Linked DNA regions of Danio rerio: regions 2 and 3 are each linked to region 1. The links are chromatin contacts, called in public HiCAR-type maps. All regions are on one chromosome and are shown on one strand. Each heading gives the region's core, a stretch centred on a gene start, on an enhancer-like site or on the middle of the called end of the contact. The rest is flanking DNA. Distances are from core to core; before and after follow the strand shown.

The links. HiCAR-type assays count read pairs that join an accessible place to other places.
Region 2: a HiCAR-type map of caudal fin shows a contact between it and region 1, with 4 times the contacts expected there. The contact joins two enhancer-like sites. A contact is called at or near these places in 3 of 18 Hi-C or Micro-C datasets (caudal fin and embryo) and 3 of 4 datasets of contacts at active chromatin or transcription factors (caudal fin, embryo and gastrula embryo).
Region 3: a HiCAR-type map of caudal fin shows a contact between it and region 1, with 8 times the contacts expected there. The contact joins two enhancer-like sites. A contact is called at or near these places in 8 of 18 Hi-C or Micro-C datasets (caudal fin, embryo, fibroblasts and 3 more) and 2 of 4 datasets of contacts at active chromatin or transcription factors (caudal fin and embryo).

The regions. Positions count from the first base shown.
Region 1 is chr11:33,582,014-33,585,263 of GRCz12tu, forward strand. It overlaps a transcript of sipa1l2 not described here. Among named protein-coding and RNA genes, the nearest start is that of si:dkey-238i5.2, 46 kb to the left of the region's middle. Within about 2 kb of position 1,563, at least 5 of the 62 cell types and tissues checked have an H3K27ac peak or open chromatin away from gene starts, as enhancers often do. A contact at or near this core is called in caudal fin, where this site is marked.
Region 2 is chr11:33,738,491-33,741,532 of GRCz12tu, forward strand. No RefSeq gene overlaps it. Among named protein-coding and RNA genes, the nearest start is that of egln1b, 72 kb to the right of the region's middle. Within about 2 kb of position 1,256, at least 7 of the 62 cell types and tissues checked have an H3K27ac peak or open chromatin away from gene starts, as enhancers often do. A contact at or near this core is called in caudal fin, where this site is marked.
Region 3 is chr11:33,792,552-33,795,667 of GRCz12tu, forward strand. No RefSeq gene overlaps it. Among named protein-coding and RNA genes, the nearest start is that of egln1b, 18 kb to the right of the region's middle. Within about 2 kb of position 1,385, at least 4 of the 62 cell types and tissues checked have an H3K27ac peak or open chromatin away from gene starts, as enhancers often do. A contact at or near this core is called in caudal fin, where this site is marked.

The sequences.
Region 1 (3,250 bases), core at 313-2,812:
TAAAATCATTGAAACGGAGACTGAGGGAATTGCCTGCTGTATTAATGCTGGCAATTTGAAGCAAGGCCAAGGCTAGTACTGGAAACCTTAATAGACCTTAATGCTTCTGTAATTATAATACCACATTACTTCTGTATTGTTTTTCTTTGTTTTGTTTTTTGTTTAACATCCACATATTCCTCTTTATTGTGCCTAACTCAACACCCTCTCCTTTTTAAAGGGGATAATTCCTCCAAAAAATGCTCAACCTTATGCTTAAATTGTGTTACACAAAACAGCATGTTGTTTTGGATACCATTGATGTTTGTAGATCAGTTGAATTGTTCTTCAGAATATCATTTTTGGTGTGGGACCAGCCCTAAAGGTTTGGTGTCACATAAAGGAACACACTTACAGAAGTTTCCTTTTAATAGTCAGTCTGACTATATTCAAGCAAGACTAGTTTGGCTTCATATTTTTTCCCTTGCTTTGCATATATTTAACATCTTCATATAATTTGTAATAACTTGCAGCTCCCAGCCTCATAATAACTCGGCCATCTTGCACCATTCCCTTTTTTCTGCCTAATGCAAAGGCCCATGGGAAAGAGAACGAAGCTGCTGGCAAATCATATCAGATGCATGGAGCCATCTGCCTCTACACCTGACACTGTAACACTCTCTTCCATCCATCCAGTTGGGTCTCAACCCCACCAAATGCCTTTTCCTGATTAACAATAGTTTCATTTCGAGCCCTTTCACTCAGGCTCGTACGTTTCCACCATCCTTTGGGATCTTCGCTCTTCCTTTCCACCTGCTCAGTGAGCGTAACCTCGGATGACAAGCTGCTCAATATTTAAAATGGCAAATGCTACAGAAAACTAGAGCACTGGAGCACAGAGTCTGCGTTGGGTTTTGTGCTGTTTACTTCTGTGCAAGCTTTTGTTACTAGTTGGAGGGCGAGGATTGAAATATCAGCAGATAGATTTCCACAGTTCCACTTTGGCTGAACCGAATCTCATTCAAGCATCTATGGTCATTGTGAGAGGGCAGGTTTAGGAGGCTGGCTGACGCACACAGGGCCTTCTCCTCCTGGCTTTTTTCTCTCTCTCTGTCTTTGAACCAGATCTCTGTTCTCAGCGGGACTAATATGACTCTCTCGCGCTCGCTAAGTGGACTCCTTTGGAGGTTTCCACCACAAAGAGGGACTATAAATGGGGACAGATAGATCTACGTGAAGTGTTCAAAGACATCCGCTTCCCCATCTCTCTGTTCGCTGGGTGGGTGGAAAGATCAAACCTTGAGCCTTTCATTAACACCAGCAGACTGAGCACTTTCACAATTAGATATTTTTTTTATTTCATTGCAGAAAAAGCCTTCGGGGTGAAAATTTGAGGAATGTCACCTCTTAACAAGTCTGTAATTGGTTCTCAGCTTTCTTCGCTTCCACCTGGAGAAACATGGTATGACTAATCGTATGATTGACGGGGAGCTGAAAAAATGAATTATGTGCACAATAAGGCCTTGCATAAGGTTAACAGCTCCTGCCAAGTGTTGAGAGAACAGTGGCTGTGTTGTACCTGTGTCGGTTGTCATGGAGGTGTGTCCCAAAGCGAAGACCGCGATAAAGACAGCTCAGTATCTGTGAAGGCTTTGTTTTGCAATGTTTACCCTTCAACAGCCGTGAATCGCCACGTCACAAGCTTGTCTTGACTGCTCAGATACGTTCAGTTGGATTCTGCTTAATGTTATCATTCTCTTTTTGACTGACAGTAAAAATGCCCAGTGTAGCGTTTACAAGGCGAAGGATGGTGCAACTGTCTGCTTGACTTTGCATCATTGTATTTGCCTCATTAGCTTCTTCCAGCGTATTTGCGCAATGATTAAGTGCGTTGTATGCTAGACAGCGCCACCTCCACATTGCAAGTGGAGTGGAAAGCTTATTATTTTTGCCCTACATTTCCTCCTTTCTAGGCCTGGATGTAAAATTCCCATGACAGCAGGGCTGTTTGTTAGTCATGCGTGTACAAGGACAATTAAATGCATGTTATCTTCGGGACTCCCCATGTTAGAATCTATTTTGCTCTAATTGCACTTAAATAAACATATTTTAGGTCATTGTCTTTGGCTGCATTGATGCGGATGATCTCCTATCTTTAGCTCACTGTTTCTCTTTCGGGCAGTCCTACGCTGTGGCCGTAGCCTGCTCCTGCTATATTTCTCATCTGACTACTAAATATATACCGTAGAGATTTAGTATGACACCGCTAGATGTAATTTACATATGTTGGTCATAATCAGCAAGGCTATTTGTAGAAGAAACAGCTGTTGTTTGTTGCGGCGGAGACTGTGCTGCTGCAATTCTGCAGGCACAGCAAACCCTCGCGGCCCTTTTAATAAATCATAACCATTTCATCTAGGAAGGTAATAACTCAACCAGCTCCATTCTATTCACTTTCATCCATGTTTTTTGGACTTGAAGACAAACTCCACTTTTCTCTCCAAGTTTAATGTAGGGAGTTGAGAATTGTTTTCAGGCTTTTTATTAATATTATTATTAAAGCAGGCTGATTAAACAAGTTTTTGGGACCACACAATCTTTTGCAATTGTTTAGTGGCAGAAATCACACGTTTCACTGTATATAATGCAACGTAATATGTATTTATATAGCATATTTATCGTGTAGGGCCAGTCTGGATGTCCCAATAAGGTTTCTTGACCCCGAGCTTGAGTCAGAGTCATTTGATTTTGAGTATCTACCGAAACCCGTTCCTATCCTTCTATAATACATGAAAAAAAAAATAAAGAAGAGCAAAGAAACAGATACAGGATGTTCCTTATTTATTTTTATTCACCTTATTTTAGCATTCAACAACTCTGTTAACAAACAGAGCACTTTTCTGTGAGGTAGCTTAAACAATCAAGTAAAAAATACATATTTCACAGTTTACTTGTATGTGTATGTGTATATATATATATATATATATATATATATATATATATATATGTATATATGAGACAGAGAGAGACAGAGAGAGAGAGACCTGATCGGGGGGTAATGTCTGATTCCGATTGAGTCTGAAACCAAGTGATTGAGCCCGATTTCTGATCAGATCTGGACATCCCTTCTGGCCATACACTCAAAGTGCTTCACCATCATGAGGGTGGAGAGGAGAGATGGTCATAGAGCCAATTCGGTATATGGGGATGATTGGGAGGCCATGATCAGTAAGGGTCCATGAGGGGAGTTTAGCCAGCTTTTTACAAGAAG
Region 2 (3,042 bases), core at 6-2,505, 160 kb after region 1:
TCATATTCTCATATAGGGCTGGGCCGATAAACAATATTATATTGAATCGCAATAAAATGTATGTCAATAACAATGATAAGCTCTGGACTTTTTACTTATATTTACTTGAGAGTCAATCAAACAGCAACAAAGGGAATGCAAAAGTGTGTTAAAATTAGAGATGGACCAAATATTTGGCCACGAATATTTATTGGCCGAAAATGTTATGCCATTTAATGGACCCTCTATGGTTTCAGTCATTGTTTGGGTACTTTTTAAAATTTGAAAGCATTAACAACTTATATCGAAATATATATCATTATCATTCAATATGGAAAATAATTAGCGAGATTTCATTTTTTGCCATATCGCCCAGCCCTATGCCCATATCCTTAAAATCAAAGTAATAACTATTTGTAATTCTGCATAGCTTGTTGATTTTGGCATATAAAGCTTTTTGACTATGCCTTTTTGTCATATCATTTTATTAATAACCATACTGTAGACAAATATACAAAATCTGAACTTTTTGAATGATACCATGTGATCAAATGTAACCCAGAGTACAACATTCAGATCGAATATTTACAGATCTCAAGACTCGGAGCCTCAGTATGCCATTCATCCATTGAGTGGGAGAAACATTGCGTGGCGGCTGTTTAAAGTTGCCATGACATTTACATTAAGTGGTATCTTCCCTCTTCATTCCCTGTCTTTTTATTGTAAAGGGCGACTTTCCATCTGCCCAGCAGGGCACAGGATTTAATTGCTTCCTTCTTGGATGCTCCCGTCCTGTATTGGGTTTTGTGTGCTTGTCACAGGCCGGTTTCGCCAGTGGTGAGAACATTTATCAAGAGCATTTATTTATATTGTTTACACAGAGCGGCCCACTGTGCACATTCTGAGCCACATTTGGACTCTCCAGCTGAGACCCATGAAAAAAATTTGCATTTGCGCTTTGTTAATGCCTCGCAAGGAGTTCTGTGAAAAGCTTTAGGCAGTTCCTCCCCCCTTCAGTAGCGAGCTCTCCCTTGGCCAGCTTTGTGATAAGGACATTTGCATAAAGGGGAATTTACATAGGCAAACTCACTGTACGGTCTGACTTGGAGAACCTTACCCAACGGTGGCACAATATTACTCTTCTGCATTTGACAGAAGCTCACTGTAGTCAACAAGATGAGAAACAAAGAGATCGAGCCACAAAGGGAAAACCGTTAGCAGCACGAGGGGAGTCGCGGTAGCTGTTGGGTATCCAAGCATGACTATAGCAGATAAGAGGCAAATATAGCCACGTCGAGGTTGGACAAAGACATATGGAACCAGTCTGCAGATGTTACCGATGTCATGTTGGCACGCAGCGGCAGTCGCTGGTTCCCACTGATTTACAGGTTCAGGCACAAACACAAGCCACAGCTTTACATGAGACAGATGAGACTGACAGGCACTAACACAGACACAGCATGGTGTCGCCGGAGGGTGAAATAACAGTCGCTCATTGGGTCTCAGTATGGGAACAAAATGCAGCACAGATAGAGATGTTGACAGGCTGGAAAACACTAGTTCTATCAAAGCTGGCCTGAGAGGAACCATAATCTATTTCCCTTAGGGTATGGAAAAGCGCTATAGCATTCATTCAGCAATCCAATACAGGAGGAATTTCAAAAAGGGCCCATTTTGCTTTTCACACTTTCAGCTTCATTTCTGTTGCCGTTTGAGCATGAAAAAGATCTGTAAGTTACAAAGCCCAAAGTCACTTCAAAGGACGTTCTTCTCTGTATCAGTAAGCAGCGTTTATTCACTCCCTTAAGCGCCTTGATTGTAGTTATGAGTTTTCTTCCCGGGGATGTACATGCCATCAAATCCTGAATTTAAATCATTTCTACCAAAGCTGCAAGGTGTAGTAGAGCTGCGTCAGTAGTAGTCTGCTGATGTAATATTTTCACAGCTCTTATACCGGTATACTGAGACTCTTCTCTAACTGCTTGCATTTATAGACATAATTAATGTTGTCTTTATTGTTTGACAGTTGATGCAAAAAAATGTAAAAAAAAGGCACCTATTTTACCCTTTTTTCCAGATTAAACAAAAGTCTTTTGTGTCTCCAGAATGTGTCTGTAAAGTTTCAGCTCAAAACACCCATCAGGTTTATTTATTATACCTTTCAGAATATTGGATTTTCTGCTCTGAACACAATGTAAATGTTTTTGTGGCCTGTGCGTTTAATGCTAGTTCTCCCCGCCCACCGTTCCCACGTGCCTGTCAGAGTGTGCCTCAGTCTCTGCCTCGACTACGTCAGATAAACAGCACAGTGACAGACATGAAGGAAGCAGATCTCACATAAACTTTGTGAAAACAATAGGAACTTTCCCAATGATTATTTGTTGTATTTGTGTGGAGTTAATTCAAGCCTTTCAATGAGTCACACACAATGTTTTAACAAAACTTACGCTCACACACAGTTCCCGTTTAACTTTGCACTGTTTTTGCATGCAAATGTGACACATTAATATCCACTGCTATATGGATATTCATTATGTTAATGTACAAAATAAACCTAATTTTACTGTCTTTATTGCAAACATGCACTGTTTTAAAATTGTGAAACTCATTCATGATCACATTTGATGATGATTGATGATCACAGAGAGCTGAACAGATCTTTTAATCCCAGTTTCTTTGTGCAAGTCCTATCTTGTTGATTTGGTTATACGAATTACTACTGAGTCATGTTATTATACGGCTGTCAATCAATTCTGTGGGCGGAGAAACACACTCTTACGTCACGTTGCGGTCGGCCTCAAAATGGGAGAGATTTGGATCCTATTCTAACATCAGGAAATTTTAAAAAGAGAGGCTTATTGTGTTTTAATCACTCCAACATGACTGTGGACACACGATATCTACACACAGTTCTGTTCAAACAGCTTACAAAAGATGATTTTCAGTATAGGTGCCCTTTAAAAGATTATATAGTTATGCAAAGTGCAATCTGACTACTGAGTTTCTGTGTGCTCATAAAACCTTACAGTATTTAATTCAACTCAATATTTGTTTAGCGCTTTT
Region 3 (3,116 bases), core at 135-2,634, 210 kb after region 1:
CTAAAGGGCTCCTATTTTACCCCTTTTACAAAATGTAAAATAAGCCTTTGGTGTCTCCAGAATGCGTCTGTAAAGTTTCAGCTCAAAATACCCGTTAGATAATGTATTGTAGTGTCCAGAATCTGCCTATTTTGGTGTCTGAAAACGTTGTAGCTGTTTTTGTAGCCTGTGGCTTTAAATCCAAATGAGCTGCTTCTCCCTGCCCACCGTTCCCACGTGCGTGTCTGCTTCTCATAATGCATTACGTCAGATAAACAGCAGTCAGTAACAGAGACAGGCTCGGATGAATCTGAAAGACAGCTCATTAGTCAAACACCAAGTAAGTTTATTTCATGTATTTGTGGTGGGGTTTATTCAAGCCTTTCTGAAATGATGAGTCTCACACAAATGCTGTTTACAGTACACACACACACACAAATTAGCGTTTACCAACACCATGCGGCCAATTATTAAGAAAGACCGCGATTTTACTGTCTTTATTACAAACATGCTCTGTTTTTAAAACGTTTTAAACTCATGGAGCTCAAAAAATCAGACGGACTTGTAACAGATATTTTAATACCGGTTTATTTGCAAAAAGAAGTTCTGTGGACATGTTACTACATGATATAATAGAAACATGGCGCCTGTCAATCAATTCAGTGGGTGAGGAAACTGCACTCCTACATCACGATGTGGTGGGCCTCAAAATCACTGGGATTTGGGTCCTATTTTTACATCAGGAAATTTAAAAAAAGAGACTTGTTGTGTTTATACCACTCCAGTATTAAAGTGGACACTCTATACATACATACAGATCTGTCCACTCCAAACAGTTCACAAAAGTTAATTTACATCATAGATCCCCTTTAAAGAATTTTTGTAAAGGGTGTTACATATTAAACACACACACACACACACACACAACAGCTTTAAAATTAATATTTTCAATTCAATACGAGTGTGAGAGAGAAAAAAGGAAAAGACTGTATGTGTTCTATACATAGACAGTAATTTTGTGGCCAAAATGTGCCATTGCAATTGAGGTCAATGAAATCACAATAAAAGCCTGGCATTTTATGTCACCGCTGTTGTGCAACAAGGACAGTTTAGATCCCAAATGGCATGAAACAAAATTAATCTAATATAAAAGTGAACAACCAAGGCCAAGTATACAAGTGCGACCCGGCAAAAAGTGACACATGATGAATCAGGTGATGGGTGTTAATCTGCACACACATTAGGGAAGAGGAAAACATCCACCAGCCATTGAAGGAGAGGGTGGTTCGTGGCCTGGGGAGGTACAATATGTTTGGGATGGAGGCTGGCATGCTGGTTTATGTGCTGTAGAGTGACAGATGTGGGCTGTGCTGTTGCGCCTCAGGAAGAGAGTTGGCACAGGCACGGAACACGGGGGTAAGAGGTCACATTACTAACACAACATCCAGCAGGTGGCGTTACAAGTACAGTCTTCACTAACTGACCCACAAATGTATTCTCTTATAATCAACCAGAAATCAAAAACTAGAAAGTAAACTTTCTTTTAATTTTTATTTTAGTTTAATGTAAACATTGGCTAACCAATATATATAGTAAATATACACATCTTAATATACAGTGCTTAGCATTATAAGTACACGCCTCACAAATCTATCTTTTAACTTCATATTTTGATTTTGATTTTTGATTAGTCAGTACTGAAGCCAAATCAGGAGCTTATCTAACAAAAAAACTTATATAAAATTATAAATTAAGTATAATTTGTCTTATAGAAAAATGTTAAATACAAATTTAAAAAGAGGAAAAATCAAGAGGAGCAAAATAATATATATATATATATATATATAAGATTTATTAAAATTTAGTAGGTTGTTTTTTAATCAATATTTTGCTTGAATTTAATTGTATTATCTTTCAATTTCTAAATATGTTTGGTGACTAAAATATTATTTTAATAAATATATTTGTTTAATAAATCTGTTTTGTTTAAATGCATTAAAATACGTTGCCTATATTCACTGAGAAATGGATAAAAATATTCATTTTCAAATTGTACTCAATTTTGTTGAGCACAGAATAGAGCAGGGGTGCCCAAACTCAGTCCTGGAGGGCCAGTGTCCTGCGAAATTTAGCTCCAACTTGCTTTGACACACCTGCCTGGAAGTTTCTAGTATAGATTGAAAGAGCTTAATTAGCTGGTCCTGGTGTGTTTGATTGGGGTTGGAGCTAAAATATGCAGGACATTGCCCCCCTAGGATCGAGTTTGGACACCCCTGGTATAGAGGTTAGTCTTTATCAGCATGTTGCCTTCAAGACTTTATAAGACTTTATTTTATTTTGATAAAGATGACAAAAACTATTTTAGTATTTCTCATTTTCATCGTCAAGTTCTTGCTCTAACATAACTATAATAATAATAATAATAATAATAATAATAATAATGATAATAATAATAATAATAATAATAATAATAATAATAATAATAATAATAATAATAATAATAATAATGATAATGATGATAATAATAATAATAATAATGAAGTAAAGAAAACTGCCAACATATATTTTAAAAACCAAAATATGACTGGGTTTATTTTTATTTATTTCCTTTTCTATTAAGGACCACAATGAAAATAAGTTTTTATTTTCTTTTATTTCATTTTTAAAACTTTATTGTGTATATCCATAACAAATTAAGCATATTTGTCAAATATGATATGATGTTGAATGCATGAACTAAACCCAATAAAATTACCAAATAATTTTTTTTTAATTATTCATTTTGATTAATGAATAAAACTACAACATTATGTCATTCTAAAATGTAATGTTTCCATATATATATATATATATATATATATATATATATATATATATATATATATATATATATATATATATATATATATATATATATATATATATATATATATATATATATGTAATTAGTAATATTTCACACTGATTTTATATCTTTATAGCTTTATATCTGCTGCTCCTTCAACAGACATTAAACTGACTATAAGAAACACGCAAGTACATGTCAACTTATAATAACCTTAAATCTAAACCCAAATTAATCAAAATAAAGTGATACCCAAAAATGTAATGCTTCCGAAAAAAAATCTGCTTAGTTT